Regions from separate parts of the Pan troglodytes genome. Here regions 2 and 3 are each linked to region 1. The links are chromatin contacts, called in public Hi-C and HiChIP or PLAC-seq maps. All regions are on one chromosome and are shown on one strand. Each heading gives the region's core, a stretch centred on a gene start, on an enhancer-like site or on the middle of the called end of the contact. The rest is flanking DNA. Distances are from core to core; before and after follow the strand shown. Region 1 holds the start of GLUL (glutamate-ammonia ligase). Region 2 holds the start of NPL (N-acetylneuraminate pyruvate lyase). Region 3 has its middle 23 kb from the start of ZNF648.

Evidence for each region. A called contact is a pair of places that touch in the nucleus more often than the background predicts. HiChIP or PLAC-seq counts read pairs in DNA pulled down with a chosen protein or histone mark.
Region 2: an H3K4me3 HiChIP or PLAC-seq map of stem cell-derived excitatory neurons shows a contact between it and region 1, with 2.5 times the contacts expected there. The contact joins the promoter of NPL here to the promoter of GLUL in region 1. A contact is called at or near these places in 1 of 7 Hi-C or Micro-C datasets (stem cell-derived neural progenitor cells) and 1 of 1 datasets of contacts at active chromatin or transcription factors (stem cell-derived excitatory neurons).
Region 3: a Hi-C map of induced pluripotent stem cells shows a contact between it and region 1, with 6 times the contacts expected there. The contact joins the enhancer-like site here to the promoter of GLUL in region 1. A contact is called at or near these places in 4 of 7 Hi-C or Micro-C datasets (blood, induced pluripotent stem cells and stem cell-derived neural progenitor cells), 1 of 1 datasets of contacts at active chromatin or transcription factors (stem cell-derived excitatory neurons) and 1 of 1 other capture datasets (stem cell-derived neural stem cells).

The regions. Positions count from the first base shown.
Region 1 is chr1:66,728,858-66,733,179 of NHGRI_mPanTro3-v2.0_pri, reverse strand. GLUL (glutamate-ammonia ligase) reads right to left here and starts at 1,722. Exons shown (of 7, transcript NM_001279785.1): 1 at 1,132-1,722.
Region 2 is chr1:66,317,654-66,321,975 of NHGRI_mPanTro3-v2.0_pri, reverse strand. It overlaps NPL (N-acetylneuraminate pyruvate lyase), which reads left to right and starts at 2,171. Exons shown (of 14, transcript NM_001246492.1): 1 at 2,171-2,227; 2 at 3,647-3,751.
Region 3 is chr1:67,036,714-67,041,035 of NHGRI_mPanTro3-v2.0_pri, reverse strand. No RefSeq gene overlaps it. Among named protein-coding and RNA genes, the nearest start is that of ZNF648, 23 kb to the left of the region's middle. Within about 2 kb of position 2,600, at least 7 of the 24 cell types and tissues checked have an H3K27ac peak or open chromatin away from gene starts, as enhancers often do. A contact at or near this core is called in induced pluripotent stem cells, where this site is marked.

The sequences.
Region 1 (4,322 bases), core at 473-2,972:
CATTACACATTTAGATTTGAGGATGAAACAAGGTTACAATATATTTTTTTAAAAGGCTAGCAGTTTCCTACACAAAAGCTGATTCAAGCCAGATTCTAAGGGGAATGCTGCCGTAATTTCCATAGGTCTCATGCAAAGTCTCACTTAAGATAGTGGGCAAGAATCACAACATTATGGAATTCTACAAGACTTCAAGTAATTAGGAAATTTCCACTTCTAAATCAAAAAGATCTGGAAATTTAAAAGCCATGAGGCATACTAATAACTGCCAGCCACTACCACAAAACCTCCGAAAGAAGAGAAACTCTGAAGCCACAACAGCCGAAGAGGAAACATTCTCTCTCTCCCTCCTCCCTCCGTGGACCAGGGTGGCTAGAAAGGGAACACATTGTTCTCCTCCAACGACTAGGGCAACGTTCTGAAGTACAGTGGCAAAGTTTCTACGGGCAACCGTCCATGTTTGCCCAGCTGAAAACATAACTGCTTCTCCCTCAGCCTCACCACCCTTCCCCTTGGGGAAGACCAACACCCCAATATTGCCTCTAGAAGACTCAGCCGGCCAAATCCTACTTCCCACCTCCATCCCAGAACACTTTAGCTCCCGCTAAAAGCTACAACCCACCGAAGCGGGCAGATCACCTGAGGTACGAAGTTTGAGACCAGCCTGGCCAACACGATGAAACTCCCGTCTCTACTAAAAATACAAAAATTAGCCGGGCGTGGTTGTGCACGCCTGTAATCCCAGCTACTCGGGAGGCTGACACAGGAGAATCGCCTGAACCCCAGAGGCAGAGGTTGTAGTGAGCCGGGAGATTGCACCACTGCACTCCAACCTGGGCAACAGATAGAGACTCTGTCGGAAAAAAAAAAAAACAACCTACAACCCAATTTCTCGGCTGTCCTCTCCAACATGTTACACCACCAATATCATGCACACTTTGTCCTAAGCCTCAGTTTCGGATCTCTTGCTCTTTTCCGTGAGCCGAGTTGCATGCCAGCAGCCTAGTGCCACTCTATCAACTGCTGCTGCCGCGGTGCCAAGTTTACGTGGGGGAAATGGATTCTTAAGTTTTCAGCCGTTTCTGCAGCTCCCACCAACTCCGGGGTCGTCCTCCCTGCCCCCTCACTCACCCCAGCCACAGAAAGTCAAGCGTATCGTTAGGGTTGCCCTCTTTAACCCTTCTCTTTTTGGAGTGGCGTTCGCGCCTCTCCTCTTTCTCAGACTCTAGCTGGTCCAAGCACCGGAGCTTTCTGGGAGAGGGCGATGGAGAAGGGGACAGACAGCGGCCGGCCCGGGGGGTGTCCGAACAGGCAGGTTGGTGGGTTAAGGTCTTAATCTTGACTCGAGATCTCTCCCCGGAGTTCACAGAGTAGGCGACGAAGCCGAAGCAGCTGGAGCGCGACCCGGAGGAGTCTGACTTCTCGTTGTCTTCATAATTTTCATTCGTTGTTTTCTTCGTGGACTTGCGGCTGGGGGAGGATCCCCGCTTCCCGCCCCCGAGGGAGTTATAATTATCCACTTTGAGAGCAGCCCCTTCCCACTGAAATGTCCCTAAAGTGGGCGCTCCGACCCTCGGGCCCCCGTCCGAATCTCAGGGCCTCACGGAGGTGGCCATACCCTGCCGCCGAGGGGTTGGGGGGTCCGGGGGAGGGTGGGGGCGCAGGCCGGAGGGACTGCGCGCTGCTGCTGCCTCCGCCCGGCCCGGCTTCTCCACTGACTGCGCCGAGGCCCGGGCTCTCCATTGTTCGGTCACATTGGAAGGCCCCCGGGACCCCGAGGCGGGAGCCGGCCGCCCAAACAACGCTCACCGTTACACGCCGCAATCGAGGCGTCTCAACCATCGCCAGAACCAGGACGATTGCTCCGAAGGCCCCACCACGAGGAAGGCAGCCAGGCGCCCGCGCCAACCAAGCGCCTTATTTGCGCTCCACAGAGGACCGCACCGCCACTCCATCCACAGCGCAAACAAACCACTGCGAGCCCCAGGGCGCAAGCCGGCCCAAAGGCCTCCAGGGGCGGCGCTTCGGCCGCAAGTAGTGAAAAGAAGATCAAAACAACTCACCCCGCCCTTCCCAGAGCCTGGCCAAGGGCGCGCCCCACCAGCGCCAGCCCCGACGGGTCCAAGCCACCGGCGGCGGAAGCACGCGGGAGGAGCACTCATGCCGGATCTCCGGCATGGGCCGGAGAGGCCGCAGCGTAGGGCTGGGACTGGAGGGGCAGGTAGCCGAAAAAAGAGGCTGGGCGGCGCGCCTCGCGGGGTAGCAGGAGCGGCGCGCATCGCTTGCGTGACACCGGGCCGTCCGGGGACTTACCTGGGCGCCGAGCAGGCGGGCGGGTAAAGGTAGGCCGCGAGAGCGAGGTTAGGAGAGGAGGCCGCAGTACTGCTCACACGCTCCGCTCTTCTCCCACTCTCGACTCTGCAGGGCCGCCAGCAGCCCCGTACCCTTTATCCGCGGCCCGGGGCCGCCCCCGGTGCCCTGATTGGCTCCCAGAGGCCAGGAGCCCGGGCCGATCAGCTGATGCGGTCCCGGGCCCCGCGGCCATTGGGCGAGGAGCCCGGCGGGCGCCGCTGGGGTGGGGGCAAGCGAGCTGGGAAAGAAAGAAAGAAAGAGAAAAGGGCGTGGGGGAGGGGCAGGGCGCCGTGGGGGAAGGGAGTGGAGGCGGGAGGGCTGAGGGCAGAGGGGCGAGTTGCCGCCAGGCCGGGAAGCCTCGGCTCGCCGCCCGCCCGCCAGCTCGCCAGGTGCCGCCCCACGGCCCCCAACCCGGGGTCCCGAGGCTCCCAGCAAAGCCCGCCCTGGACCTCTGCCCTGCCGCCTTCACGGGGAATAGTTTTACGAGGAGAGCTCCCTGGGGAAATGCGGAACCAGGGAAACCGAATTTAGCCTTTTGTTGCGAGGGAGCCTCCGAGCCCCGCTTCCTGCGGGCAGGGGTTAGCTTGAGAGGGAGCGCGGGGCGCGGGACCCGAGGGAACCTTGGGCGGGCCTGGGCTAGGGCGGGTGCCGCGCGGGCCTAGGGACAGGCCGGGGTTCCCAAGGCCTGGAAGAGCCGCCCGCTCCGGCTCTCTTGGGTCTGGGGAAATAAACAGAACTCTGCCATTTCACATTTGAAATCAACGTGCTGTTTCTCTAATTTTACAGAGAGGATTCTGGAGGGCGGTAGAAACTAAGTCTGGAGACCTGTCTCATACCGCTGGCCAGACCCTAGGCAGGTCTTTCAGGGCCCAAGTTTCCTCATCTGCAAAATAAAGTGGTCATCGAAAATGACCTGTGGAGCCGCCCACTAGATTTGAAATTCTGTGTGCAAACTGCCCCCGGAGCAGCTGAAAGGAAATCGAGGTGTTCACTTGCCCCCTTTGAAGTCCAGGGATTGTCAAGAAATTCCTTTAACGAATTCTCCCTGATTTTGCTTTATCAAGTGCGGCTTCTTGTTAATCTGGAAAATGGGAATACATACCTCTCCTCTCAGCTTGCCGTGATGGTTGGGAAAATGTGTATGTGAACACAATATTGAAATGTACCTAGAGACACAACATAGGTAGGTAGGTAGGTAGATACTGCTATCCGTACTATTTATTACTCGATCATTCTATTTTTAGTGCCTGAAATCTACCTGATGGTGTCCAGATTTTATTGCTTCTTTCAGTTTAAAGAGCAAGAATTTATGCTTCCAGTGCCTTTGGAAGAGGAAGGGAAGAAGTTTGTTCTGGTTATGTTTTGTACCGCAAATGTGGAAAAGAAATGTTGCCTGCGACCACACACACATAACTTGGCTTCTTCGGTCAACATCCCTTTCCTTTAAGAGTGTATAACACTGTAGTGCTTTTACATGACAGATGCAGCATTCATCTCAAACAGGGTTTTTTGGGATGTTTCAGACTGGTGACATTTTGGATTGTGTAAGGTGCCTTACAAATTCCTTGTTAAATTTCAGTGCTGCCCCTTGAAGCATTACATTGTGGTGGCTAAAGGCACGGCTGCAAGTCAGGTAAACCTAGGTTCAAATCTGGGCTTTCCCTTCATACCAGCTTTGTGTTGGCCAAATCACTTAGCCACATGAAGCCTGTTTCTTTATCTATAATAAAAGAGGGATAATCATTTTTACCTCATAAAAGGATTAATTGTGATAGCACATGCAGAAGAGATTGAGTAGTCCCCTGGTGCATCGTAAATGTTTAGAAAACAGCAATTATAATTATCATAGGCCAAGTTCTATAATCTGAGGTGATTGGATTCTTTCTTTCCCCATAGCGACTTTTGAATACAACTTTTCTGACTCAGTGTAATGCTTTACCATTCATTATATCAAACTGGACTTAACCTTG
Region 2 (4,322 bases), core at 922-3,421, 410 kb after region 1:
CACCCTCTTGGCCTGCACTTGGATAGACACTATGTCCCGCACTGTGGGAAAAACAAAGGAATAGGACATGATGCCTGCCTTGAACACCTTGCAGTGGAGTTGGGGGCAAGAAACAAAAGCAAGAAAATTAATGATTAAATAATACTACATAATAATAGAAGAAATCTCACAGAGGCTGCCGCTTATCAGAAGGGGGTTAGAGGCCTGCAGTTCAGCACTGAGCCTTTTGCTGCCTCTCTTCTTCTAAGCCCTACTCATTGTCTGATATTTAGCTTGGCTGTGACCTTCCCCAGTAAGACGTTTCTGGAACACCCTCCTGCCTCTTCACACACACACACACACACACACACATACACACACACACCACCCCCTTCAGCCCAGATTAGAGCTCAGTGTTCCTGTAATATCTCTGTACAGTCTATCACTGCATTTACCATATTTTAAAACAACAATGTCTCCCCAACACTTCACAGTATAGGCTCTGAGTTTCATAACGGCACAGAGTGGATACTGTAAGAATGCAGTGAGACTCTCCCTACTCCATGCTCCTTTCTTCCATCTTTTGTTCCACAGATGTCAGCCCTACATCAGTCTGCAGGCTGCTCCTGTCTGCTCCAAATCCCTGCCCCAATAAGTTTCTTGCACATCTAATCCCATCTTAGCATCTGCTTCTTGGTAGACACTAACAAATTATTATAAGGAATTACTTTGCACTACCATATTTATACAAAAAGTAGTTAGTTCATGCATTTAGAATATTGGTTTGTTGGCTGACAATGTTAAGCCTAATGACCTATACCTTTTGGGTATTGACATACTTAATTTTGCACTTATTAAACTGTGACTTTCCAAAAAAAAAAAAACTTTCATTGTACCATTAGGATATAATATTCTTGTTAATATTACAAAAACCAAACCAAAACAAAAAGCCATGCTGCAGCCTTAGGAGAACTTGCTTCATGTAACTAAGGGTTTTTCTTTTTTCTTTTCTTTTTGTTTTTTTTTTGTTTTTTTTTTTTCCTGTAGGATAACATAGTGTTAAAAGCACAAGCTTCTGGACTACTTGAAATCAAACCACAGCTTAACCAGCTCTATGGCTTTTGGCAAATTACTTCAACTCTTTAAACCTGTTTCTGATCTGTAAAATGGAATGATCCTTGCTCATCTGTAATATATATACATTTATAAAACAGGACCCACCAATGGAGTTATTTTATGAATTAAATGTTAAAACGGCTAGAACGGTGCAGGCTGAGTAAGCACTGAACACAGTACTTATTAGCTATTATCTCTGGTGCTCTGTGCAACGAAAGAACTATTAGAATACATTTAAAAGCACTTTGCAAACTGGAAAGCCCTTTGAACAATTTAGTTTCTCTAAATGTAATAATAAGCATCAGCCATCGCCTTTTATGGAAAATTGAGGTGGAATCACATCAGCAAGAGAAAACTGAGGACTTGTCTCTGGCTCTGTTCCTGATTTATTCACACAGTACATGATCCTAGAATAAGACTCCTGATACTCCTGAAAGTAGAGGCGGTTGGGTTAAAAATAATTTTCCCTTTCAAAACTCTTTCAAATGTTCTCCAAAAGAAGCCAGGAAAGCTCCCGTATGAGTAGATAATTCACTTTAAAATTCGCTCATCTCTCTTTAACACGAGAGTCTGCAGGGCTGGTGCAGCGGCGTCAACCCGAAGAGACCTGAACGCCGATGGGCAGTTGGGATTCTCCGTACGCCTCGGAAACAGCAGCCCAAACCTCACAACGCAGAACCACGAGATAGCGGGGATTGCAGAGCCCTGCGCAAGAGAAGGAAAATTAAGACGCAGCGGAGCCCAGGAGGTGCCTGCACGCGGGAAGGACTGGCGTGCAGACGAGGCAGGGGGAGGTTTGCACTCGGCGTGGCGCGGGTGAGCCGCGTGCTCTCGGGCACCCAGCCGCCAGTTCGGATGCTTCCGATCCTCGGGGAGCCGGGGCGCTGCGCCGGAGTCACTTCAGCCCATGTTGTTCAGGTGACACCCGGGGAAGAGCAGACTCCAGTGTGCAAAACGTTTCGGGGTTTCCGGGCCAGCGGTTCCGGGCGCGCCTCGCGGGCGGCGGCGCAGAACTACAACCCCCAGGCTCCCTGGCGTGGCGGCACGTGGGCCCGAGCCGGGCGGCCGCGGATATAAAGCGCGGCGGCGGCTGCCGGGCGGAGCGGCCGCACGGACAATAGCGGAGGCCTGGGTGAGCGCGGCCCGCGACGGCACGGGCTAGGACAGACGGACGCAGACGGCCCGACGACCTGGGCGTTCGGGCGGAGGGGCGCTGGGGCCTGACTCGCGGGTGGGTGAGACGTTGACGGACCCGGAGGAAAGAGGGAAGGCAGATACGCTGGGAAACGGATCTGGGGAAGGTGTGAATGCGAAAAGTGTAGGGACAGACGGGGGCAGAAGAACTTACTCCCCCGGATTGTTTGCCGACAGCATATCTGCCGGGTCTCCAAAGGTCCTTTCCTCAAAATAGAGTTAGCAGTTGAGCAGAAGAGAGCTTAAAGTTAAACCTGATACATCCCCCCTTCACTTGAGGAGAAATTGGTGGTTTTCTGCTTTTTTAAAAATCCCTATTTGTATCTCCTCTTCTCCGAGTACCTGTCCCTCAAGATATTCTCTGCCCAGAGGTACATTCTGCCCCCACTTTCTGTCTCTTAAAAAAACAACTTTGCCATTTTAAAAAGAATTTGACTTAGGCAGCTTTAATTCTTTGCACTAAGTGTTCTTATCTGTGGATGGAGGTATAAGATTTCAAGAGTAATACCCCCTCCCAATGTTTCAGTAATAATCTAAATTCACGTTAAGTCTTAGGCTGGAGAACATTAGAGCCATTCGCTTTAGCTACTAGCTCTGAAAACTTCAAAGCATAACATTCCCAAGTTTATCTAAAACTTGAATCTTAAAAATATTGATAATTATCTGTTATGCTTCAAAGCATAACATTCCCAAGTTTATTAAAAACTTGAATCTTAAAAATACTGATCATTCTCTGTTAAAGTCTTTTTGTTGTTGTTGTTGTTGTTGTTGTTTTTGAGACGGAGTCTCGCTCTTGTCGCCCAGGACGGACTGCAGTGGCGCTATCTCGGCTCACTGCAAGCTCCGCCTCCCAGGTTCACGCCATGCTCCTGCCTCAGCCTCCCGAGTAGCTGGGACTACAGGCGCCCGCCACCACGCCCGGCTAATTTTGTATTTTTAGTAGAGACGGGGTTTGGCCATGTTGTTCAGGCTGGTCTCGAACTCCTGACCTCAGGTATCCGCCCGCCTCGGCCTCCCAAAGTGCTGGGATTACAGGCTTGAGCCACCGCGCCCGGCCAAAGTCGTTTTTATCCCATTTCTTCCTGTAGGCGTTTCAAAGTTTGCAAAGGCAGCAAATTTTACGTAGTGTAGTTATCTGTGCAAAGAAATTTTCCAAGCTGCCATTGCCCCCAGATGGCAGACAGTCTAGGAGAGGAGCCAAAACCACCCTGCTTAATAACTCTGATGTAAGGTTTTTAATGAAAAGCCACTCTTTGGGGGAATTCTGAGGCTTAAGAAATTATTTTCGGCTGGGGTATCAGGAAATCCCCTGGTTTTTAAAATGAGAGGTTTTTTTGTTTTTGTTTTTGTTTTTAAGCTATACCTGCTGGAATGGATAAAGTGAGCTTTAAAAGTTGATCAGACCGAAGAGATTGAAGTGAGAGAACCACAGGAACAAAGGCAAGCAGACAAACAGCGAAAGGTAGGTAGGAGGAACAGCAAACAGTTTGTTCAGCTGGGCAAGTACAGTGCAGGCACGAAGATTTCAATAGAGACCCAGACCCCAGGGAGCTGGGTCTTTAGCCTACTGGCATTTTCTAAACAGGACAAAGACAAGACCAGAAATGCTGGTGTTACTGGAAGATTAATCTGACAGCTGATGTGGATTGAAGAAGAGAAGAGGGATTAGGACAGTGATTCCTAACCCCTATCCTACACTCCCAATGGCCCCTTGTTTTGAATTTTTGACTAATCAAACTACATTTGTGGTAATTAGTTTTATTTCTTTCCATCAAAGACATATAAAACTGCCAATTTGAGCTTCTGATGATTCTAAGAACCTCAGTGTTACCGTCCTTAGTATCAAATAAATGCAGGCAAAAGCACAAGACTACGGAGTTTTATTTAGCCTGAACAGCCTAGTAGTGTTGGATTTAGGAGATGTTTAATGCTGACTCAAGCTCTCAGGACTCTTATCACTTGAACCTTCTTGGGCCCTGTGGACCTGGGGTTTTGCCTATTTGTCTAGATAAGAGGTAATGAAGGGAAAAATT
Region 3 (4,322 bases), core at 1,351-3,850, 310 kb before region 1:
GCCTTGCGAGATGACCGTGACTTAAATTTATTGTGTGCTTAGCAGGTGCCAGGCCCGTGTCACAGCAACACAGGCAGATGCTTTCATCGCCATTTTGTACAAGAGGAAACAGGCACAGAGAGGTTAAGTAAATTACCCTTTGTCACGTAGCTAATAAGTGACAGAGCAAAGATTCAGACCCTTGGAGTCTGATTCCAGAGCCCATGGTCTATACCAACACTCATACCACCTCTAAAGTTGGTGTCTTCTAAGTAGTCAGAGTAAGATTAAATCAGGTTCAAACAGTGTGGGACTGAGGCATATCTAGCTGTGTTCAAGACTTTATAAAACTTCTCTGGGATCACTGACCAGAACATTTCACAGCTCAGAATGCTTGTTTTTGACCAGACTGGGGGCATCTAAAGAAAAGCTCTAGGGAAAGGAGGTAGCAGAGCATGGACTGCCTGCCCTCAGCTCCCACTGGCTGGCTCAGCAGGGAGCTCTGGAGCATGGTGGTGTCCGTACAGCCCACAGCCTTCCTGTGCTTTCTCCCTGAGCGTACACACAGTGTCAATGGAAACACAGTCATCATATGTTACATGTCTCTACCAGTCAAGGGCAGAAGCACAAATGTCTGAGGGCTTGTTTAGGAAGGGCTTTGGGGAGCATCTGCTCAACATGAAAGTTGCTAGAAATATAGTTGGGGGCCAGGCATGGTGGCTCACACCTGTAATCTCAGCACTTTGGGAGGCCAAGGCGGGCGGATCACCTGAGGTCAGGCCAACATAGTGAAACCTCGTCTCTACTAAAAATACAAAAAAAATAGACACATGGTGGCACAAGCCTGTCATCTCAGCTATTCTACAGGCTGAGGCACACGAATCACTTGAACCCAGGGGGAGGTGGTTGCAGTGAGCCAAGATCACACCACTGCACTCCAGCCTGAACGACAGAGGGAGGCTTTGTCTCAAAAAATTTATATATACACACACGCATATATATATAGTAGGGATTCTCAGGTCCATGTTTCCTATTTTCTCCACTGTGAACTCTGTCTTTTCCCTTTCTACTAAAGAGAGGGAGAGTGCTGACACCCACCCACCGCCCTCCTGCTGTCTCCGGGCTGTTCCTCCATAGAACCTCCCTCTCCAACTGGCCAGGCCTGGCCTGTCATCTGCACAGGCCACTCCCACCACCCTAAATTCTTTTACCTCTTTCCAGTTTTCAAAATCACATTCACGAAGACTCTTCTGGTCATTCTGACCCACCCTGTGTCTCCCCCCATCTCTCACAGTACATGTGATCTGCATTCCCATAGACTCTTACAGCAGGAAAGGGCTTCGAGAGTCTATGCTCATCCTCCTCATCCTGTCACTGAAAATTAAACCAAGGCCAAGAGGACAAGTGTTTTGCTCCAAATCACTGAGAAGTGTACTGCTCTCTCTCTAATTGTTTCAATAACAGGGGCCCTGTCTTGATCTACTTTGCACCCATGACCTATATGAATCTGCTATAAACCCTGGTACAAGAACATTGAGTTCCTTTATTTCCTCATTGTGGTTTGAACTGGTATTTCTCTACTTCTGGGACAATGTCAAGGTTCTCGAGTCCCTCATAGAGTCAAGGAGGCTGATCCTTGGGCATTTGTCCAAGTGGGTTACAAGGGTGACATCTGGGGCTCTTTCAGCCTGTATCACAGGTCTCTGGCTTCAGGATGCATCTCTGCCATTCTGAGGACCTGGGAATTCATTGTAAGGCTGACATCCAGAGCTTCCTGGCACTATGCAGACACTTCCCTCTGGGGCTTGATACTTCTCTGGGGCTCTGCGGGGACCAGGGTGGGGCAGTGGCCTGGAGTCCTCTCCCCACACTGACCCAGAGAACTGTCTACTAGGGGAGGCATCTTCCCTGCCTCCTGCTTCCTTGGGTTGCATTGCTTTGTCTCTCAAACCCAGGCCTCCCTCTTGTTTTTCACCATAGACCTGGAGGGCCCCTAAACCCTAATGATTAGCAACTGAAAAACTTGTTTTTCCTTTCTCTTAACCTTTTAAACCTGCCCAGAAATTGAGGGAAAAGGTTTGTAGTCTGTCCTCTTGGGGGCAGCAAAGAGGTGCATTAAAAATATAGCAATTAAGTTTCTATTTAAAAGGCCAGCAATTCACATCTTGCTCATCCTTTTACCTGGAATCTTCTCCATTTTTCAACTGGTTCATGCTGGCTTATCCTTCAGGACTCAGCTCAGACATCACCGCAGATAGAAGTTACTCATGTTCATGAATCACCCCCACTTCTCACTCCCTTCTGCAAAAGTGGGGCTTTGCTTTATTGTCCTCTGTATTGCCAGCCCCCTCATATCAAGTGCTCCACAAACACATGCTGACTTGCACTGAATTCAAGGCAAAGTGGTGGGTAAGTGAGATCCACCTGTTGACTGGTGGCTTCCCAGGGAAGATAGACTTAAACAAGAGGCACCAAAAGAGGCGCGTGTTTGGGGGACATTCCACTTCCTAGAATAAGATATTCAAACGCAGAGCCAGAGAGGGAGGACAGGGAGGCCTCTCCTGGCTCCCTGCCTCTATTTACACCAGGCATTCAGAGTGGGGGACAGTTCTAAGACTGACCAGGAGGTGGCAGCGTTGCCCCTTGGATGAGGGACTCCCTTCAGCAGGACAGAGGCAAAGGACACCGCCTCTCTAGCTCTGGGAGGGAGTCACCAGGAGGCCTCCTCTAGGCCAGTCTCAGAGGGCCAGGATGCCAGCTGCCTTGCACACAGTAGGGATCTATAGCCATGTGTGGATCCAACGTGGTTTTGTTTGTTTGTTTTTGAGACAGAGTTTTGCTCTTGTTGCCCAGGCTGGAGTGTAGTGGTGCGATCATGGCTCTCTGCAACCTCCGCCTCCTGGGTTCAAGTGATTCTTGTGCCTCAGCCTCCTGAGTAGCTAGGACTACAGATGCCCGCCACCACATCCGGCTAATTTTTGTGTTTTTAGTAGAGACAGGGCTTCACCATGTTGGCCAGGCTAGTCTCGAACTCCTGACCTCAAGTGATCCTCCTGCCTCTGCCTCCCAAAGTGCTGGGATTATAGGCATGAGCCACCACACCCAGCCCCACATGTTCTTATTCTAAGCTTTGCTAGGGGCTTTGCATGGGAAAGGAAGGAAGGAAGAGTGGGAGAGAGGGAGGGAGGGAGAGAAGGGACTCAGGCCTTAACCTAGAACCCCTGCATCAGAGTCTCTAGGATGGTTCCTGGGAATCCTCAGGTGATTCTGATGGAGGCAGGCACAATTCTCCCTTGTGTGACTAATTTCCCAAGGCCTCGCCTTTCAATCACAGAACTGATTTTATCCATTGTGAAAACCTAATGCAGACCCCAGCGCACGCCTCCTGCTCTCCCTCAGCTGGGAGGCTGACCGAGGTATTTTAGGCATCCCGCCAGAGATGGCTGCTAGGTTGCAAAGACAAGCAGTGCCCTCCTGGGCACAGCCCTATGCCCCCCAGTGGGCACTCCCTCTCTCCTTCTCATCCTATCTTCAGCTTTGGCATGAGTGGCTGGCCTGACACAGCCCACCTCACCCCAGCAGTGGCGCCCCAGGCTGAGCTTCAACCCAACTCTTGGGTAAGCAGCAGGGAAACTGAGGAATATTTCACAGTTAGTCTCTGTCCCCTCTCAAACAGGCAGTATTTTCAGGAGTCCTTCGTGACATTGAGGCCTGTGGGGGACATCTTGATGTTGACTGGGGGCACACGTTGGCAGGGCTACCCCCATGTGGAAAATCTTGGCCGGGGTGGCGGGCTTTTGGTTTTAACAACAAGTGACTCAATTGTTGTCCCTTCTTCCTGCAGCCTCCCCAAGTCACTGCCCACAGATGGCCCTGGGCAGAAAGTGGTCAAAGAGAGTGAAGCCCGGGGGAGGAAAGCTCGGGTGCCCATGGCGCCCACTGGATGGCTGGCCTGGTTGGGACCCACTCTGGCGGGGCCAGCTCCTGGTGGTTCCCTGCACATCCATCCACTGTTTCCCATCTCCACTCTGCCAGAAAGTCCTTCCTCTCCTGACCTCGCCATCCAAACCCTATGTGTTTCAGGAAATCATTTTTTCAGATGCTACCTGGGGACTCCTGCAGCTGCTGTGCATTTTCTTGGAATCTCTCATGGAACCATGCGTGATGACTGTTTCTACATCTCTGCATGGGAAGGAACTCAGGGATAGAGGGCACCCCGTTCCATCCCCATCCCAGCCCCTAGTGCAGGGGAAGAGAGCCGTGGATGTTAACTATTGTGAGTACATGACGGGAAGGAGAAGGTGGTGGCGCCTCAGGGTTGACAGGAAGGGACAGGAAGGTTT